Linked DNA regions of Rattus norvegicus: region 2 is linked to region 1. A link is a contact called in public Hi-C data. All regions are on one chromosome and are shown on one strand. The core of a region is the stretch at or near the end of the contact, and the rest is flanking DNA. Distances in the headings are between cores, read along the strand shown. Region 1 holds the start of Gp5 (glycoprotein V (platelet)). Region 2 holds the start of Hes1 (hes family bHLH transcription factor 1).

Region 1 (2,801 bases), core at 176-2,675:
CAGCTTTCCCAGGCTCGAGAAAAGGTTAGCAGGAAGAAAGGAGAGCTGATTCTGGTTCAAACAGAGATCCCGCAGGTTAAGCAGTTTCTGAAACAGGTTTTGGTCAAGGTCCCTTAGTGCATTGTGGTCCAAGAACAGCTGTTCCAAAAGCACCATCTTATCCAGGATCGCACGTGGAAGATGAGAGATTTTGTTGCGCGTCAACCTGAGGGTTTTTAGTTTTACCAGGTCATTGAAGGTGCCGGGGTCGATGGCAGAAATGTGGCTATCTGAGAGCATCAGGCGCTGAAGGACCGTCATGCCGCTGAAGCTGTGGCTCTGCAATACTCCCCGGTCCATTCTGAAGAGCAGGATGTGTGTGAGGTTCGTGGGCAGACCTAGCTCAGCGATGTGAGCCACGCTGCCGCCGGAGCATTGCACGGCATCGCGGACCACACACTTGCAGGTTTTGGGGCAGGGGAAGGGTTGGGCGCCTACTAGTGAGAGCACCGCGGACAGTAGGACGCTCCTTAGCATGTCTGAAAGGCAAGAGCATGACATAAGGCTCAGAGCAGATCTTGCAGCCCTGCACCTGCCGCAAGCACAGTTCTTGGACCAGCACTCTCGCTGCCTTGGGATGTCCAGATACAACCAAGTCTCCTTCTGTTCTTACAAAGGCGGATTAAAAAATATTCTATTCAGCTTATGTGGGTGCTGGAAGTCTAGATCAGACTTCTGGGTACACATTCTTAACCACTGAACCATCTCCCCAGTTTAGAGTATTGACATTTGGGCACTATGAACAATACCTTAAAATCGTGACAGAACGAATTAAAATTGTCACGGTCTTTTCTAGAGAATAGAAAGCAGTGCCTCTGGGACTGGCTGTGCCACTGACTTTAACAACTTAAGCAGGGAAACTTTATCCCCAATAGTCAGCAAGGGAACAGCAAGGCCCACTTCCACTAGATTCAGTTTCTTACAATCATATTTTCAAAGTACTAACATCCCACAACACATTACACCCTTCTGTAACCGCACCCCCATCCCTAAGCCCAATGGAGCCGGTACCCAATGATGCCCACTGTTCTATACCATGCTTCTCCAAACTTTGCACTGCTACAGTAACACAAGGACAGTAGGCTGGGCGCTCCAATGCACGTGAGGTTAAGGGTCACATAAATAGAATTTGAAGTCAGTCTCTCTGACTCACACATTTAAATAAGGAGCTACTGTTTCGCTTATAAGCCAAGCTGCTTAATAAAACTACTCTGGGCATTGAGTTGTCCAGGAAGCACAGAGTTCACTCAATGTTTCCCAAGTAAAAATGTGTACTGTTTCTTGTACCAGGTCTCCGTTTGCTCCTATACAGACTGAGCCTCTAATTGCATACTAATGTAAGAATATTTGGCCTTACCTGAAGCAGCTCTGCACCCTGGACTGACTGAAAGGCTCGCAGCTCTGTTTGTGACTCAGCACCTCACAGAGGAAGAGAGAGTATTCTTGCATCCTGAGGATAAAGACCTTAGCAGATAAAAAGTCAAGAAAAAGGCTATCTCCGTAAGGCACATTCTAGGTTTTAATGACAAAGAGCTTTCAGACTTTGAGAGCATGTTTGTCCTATTGTCAAAGCTAGAGGGTAGAAGACCTTAGTTTTCCCAGAAATGGTATGCTAATTCTCATTACATCGGTGACCCCAATAGGCATTTTTTTTGCATGCTATATTGCACTAATTCTCATTCTTGTGCATGAGTATGTGGGTGCACATGTGGCAGTGCCCCACTCATGGGTGTCAGAAACTTTAGGCATTTTTCACCTTCCTCCATGTAGGTTCCCCAAGGACTCCTACCATCAGTCTTAGGAGGTAATGCTCTTCACCTGATGAGCCATCTCCTTTGCCCAACATTTTCTCTCTTAAGGCTAAAGAATTCTCAAATGCCCGACCCCCACCCCCAATGGTCTAGCCATTGTCAAGCATGTTCTGTAATAGCATTGCCCAAGAGTTCATGTTCAGTTTAATGTCAAACTGCCTACTGCCGTGGTTGTACTGACACAGTGCCACATACCATTCGAGAACTCCTGGTCATCTCTGGTTGGTGCTTGGCACCCTTTCAATCTCGGGTCATTCATTGTTTCCATGAATGCCCATCCCTCACTTGGCACAGCTCAGGCCCAGCCTGAAGGGCAAAACAGCACACCAATCTATCAACCTATTGTCTCAATATGCCTTTTAATGTTGCATTTAATGACAAACTTGATGCTTTTCTTATAATGAAGAAGCTGTTCTTAAGCTTCTGAGAAACTCATGTTCTCCTTTTATGTGTATTTTTCTCTCCTTTAGACAACCTTGCTATGTATATGTAGCCCATGCTAGCTCCAAATATACAATCTTCTGGCTTTAGTATCCTAAACTTTGGGGATCACGAAGACTGCATCACAATGTCCAGCTGTGTTCATTTTCCCATATGCAACTATAATGTAGACATCCTTTATAAATGCTATTATCCATTGTCAAGTCATAGGTGTTTATCAAGTAAATCCCTCCAAGGCAAAATACCCACCAATTCCTTTAAATGCTCCAAGGCTGTTTTCCTTAGCCTTAGATCTGCGGGGGATACAGATTCCTTTGTACGTACCTAAGAGGCAGTTGCTTTAAATGTGCTATCACTATTTTTTATTTTTAAGACAAAAGGTTATTCTTCACCTTTAAAGACAAAGATCTAGTTTGGGGAGATAGCTAGATAAGCAAAATGCTTGCCTCGCAAGCATTAAGACATTTAATCTCTGGAATTCACAGGAGACAAATGTGTCCCTGGACCTTA
Region 2 (2,700 bases), core at 86-2,585, 260 kb before region 1:
CCCAGGCCGGAGGAGGGGGCCCCGGACACACGGACACACACACAGGCACACACTCGCACGCACACACCCCACACGCAGCGCGCGCCAATGAGCCCGGGCCAGGCGCAGGGGGCGGGGTTTTCCCAGGCTCGAGCACAGCAGCTGCTATTTACCTTCTTGGCTTCTCCCGGGGACTAGAGGCGGCCCCCGCTCCCGGCCGCCCGCCGCCGGCCTCCGCCTCCCTGCCCCCGGGGCGCGCGCACACACACTCACACACGCACGCACACACACATCCTCTGGGCCCCGGCCGCAGCCGCGGCGGCAATAAAACATCCTGGCACGTGCTCCGACTCCAGGCGCGCCCTCGCCGGCCGGCTGATGTCAAACTGCAGCTCGGCTGGTGGAGCTCTTAAAGGGCTCGCGCGCCGGGCGCCGAGGCCGCCTTGGCCGCCCGCGGGGTGAGGAGAGAGGACCAACTCCCTTGTCTCCGGTCTCTCCCCACTGCCAACTGAGAGCCTGAAGAGGTAGAGAGTGGCAGAGGAGCGAGCGCGCCCCTCCTGTGGCATTGCTATCAAAGCCCCCTTGTTCATTTTTTTCATTTGAAATTCCATTTCCTTTCTGCCCAGTAGGAAATTATTCTGATTGTTTCCTGGAGAAGCGTGAGGTCTAAAACTGCAATTCCAGGAGAGGAATGAACGGGCTGGATAGGAGACAGGCACCCAAAAGGCACCTTGCTCCTCCGAAAACCCTGCCTGTGAAGGCATTTGGGGGGAGGATAAGGGAGTATTTGGGTTTTTTTGGGGGGTGGTATTGACCCTCCGCCCCACATGAGCAGTTTTCACTCCACTAAACATACAGAGTTCGAACAGAATTCATGAAGACAGAAATTTAATCACTTAATTTTGGCCTATATCTTTTCAAAATATTTTTCAAACGAACTTATTATATAAAGTAGCTATATTGCTTGTAGGAAGAAAAACAAAAACCAAAGATGTGGCCACAAAAGAAATAGACCAGACTAAAACCAAGACGGGGGAAAAAAAATCCTCTAAAGCAAAGCCCAGAGGAGTTAGCAAAGGGTTAAAATCCTTTTGATTGACGTTGTAGCCTCCGGTGCCCTGGGCTCAGGCGCGCGCCATTGGCCGCCAGACCTTGTGCCTGGCGGCCAATGGGGGGGCGCAGTCCACGAGCGGTGCCGCGTGTCTCTTCCTCCCATTGGCTGAAAGTTACTGTGGGAAAGAAAGTTTGGGAAGTTTCACACGAGCCGTTCGCGTGCAGTCCCAGATATATATAGAGGCCGCCAGGGCCTGCGGATCACACTGGATCTGGAGCTGGTGCTGATAACAGCGGAATCCCCCGTCTACCTCTCTCCTTGGTCCTGGAATAGCGCTACCGATCACAAAGTAGCCCTAAGACATAATAAACCCTCAACTGCTCCGTAGTTTTTCTTATGAAAGCCAAGTAAAGGGGACGTAAGCAAAAAAATATTTTTTTTGCGTGAAGGATTCCAAAAATAAAATTCTCTGGGGATTGAGAAGAAAGAAAAAAAGGAAAATGCCAGCTGATATAATGGAGAAAAATTCCTCGTCCCCGGTGGCTGCTACCCCAGCCAGTGTCAACACGACACCGGACAAACCAAAGACAGCCTCTGAGCACAGAAAGGTAAGACAGTACCTGCATCTCTCTAATGGCCCTAGAAATTAAATGGGGTGCGCGCAATGGGGTTCCTTTTACTTTTCTCTTAAAATCTCGGGGTGAAATGGCAGATCCCGTGGGAACTCAGGACCTCTTTTCCCCCCTTTGCAGTCATCAAAGCCTATCATGGAGAAGAGGCGCCGGGCAAGAATAAATGAAAGTTTGAGCCAACTGAAAACACTGATTTTGGATGCACTTAAGAAAGATGTAAGTGAGCAATGCATTTTTTTAAATGAAATTACGAATGTAATGGCATTTCCCAGGCACAAAGAGCTAAACTCTTTGCCTGCTGTGTGTGGATCTTACCCCACCAGCACTGCGTTCCCACAGGCGGGAGAGAGGCCGCAAGACCCTGGGATGTGGGACATGCGGATGGGGAGCTTCAGAACTCGGAGGCAGCTGACAAGGGGGGTCTCACTTTCATCCCTTGTTTCCCCTGCGCAGAGCTCCCGGCATTCCAAGCTGGAGAAGGCAGACATTCTGGAAATGACAGTGAAGCACCTCCGGAACCTGCAGCGGGCGCAGATGACCGGTGAGGACCGCGCGTGCGTCCCCTCTCTGCGGGTGTCCCTCTCGGCCCGCGCTGATTTCTTCCAGACTTCCGCCCGCGGTTGTGAGAGGCATTCAGCTACATTTTACTGCCTTGGCTCACTCCGCGTTCCCACGGTCTGGGTCTTATTTATAGCCACAACTCCCAAGTTGTTACTGCTCCGGAAATGGAGGGAGAGGTTGTAGCCGAGAAGGGTGGTGGGCAGCTTGGCTGTTGTGGAAGCCGGTGAGGGCGAAAGGACGTAGGACTGAGGCAGTTTGAGGCTGGATAGAAGGTAGGGGTCAGTGGCTTAGCACCGGTCCAACCCCTGCCGCAGGAGGGGAAGTAGGGTTTGGAAGGCGCCTTGGGTGGCATTGCCCAAGGTCAGGTCCCGCGCGGGACTAGGGATAGCAGATCTGGAGCTGAGATCGGTTTAGATGGAGGGAGTGTCCTGGCTTCTGTACCCAACCTAGGGAGAAGGAGCTGGCTGTTCTTAG

The links. A called contact is a pair of places that touch in the nucleus more often than the background predicts.
Region 2: a Hi-C map of frontal cortex shows a contact between it and region 1, with 1.8 times the contacts expected there. The contact joins the promoter of Hes1 here to the promoter of Gp5 in region 1.

What each region holds. Positions count from the first base shown.
Region 1 is chr11:83,947,131-83,949,931 of GRCr8, reverse strand. Gp5 (glycoprotein V (platelet)) reads right to left here and starts at 1,425. Exons shown (of 2, transcript NM_012795.3): 1 at 1,397-1,425; 2 at 1-518. The coding sequence starts at 516.
Region 2 is chr11:84,211,680-84,214,379 of GRCr8, reverse strand. It overlaps Hes1 (hes family bHLH transcription factor 1), which reads left to right and starts at 1,335. Exons shown (of 4, transcript NM_024360.4): 1 at 1,335-1,641; 2 at 1,786-1,881; 3 at 2,119-2,206. The coding sequence starts at 1,534.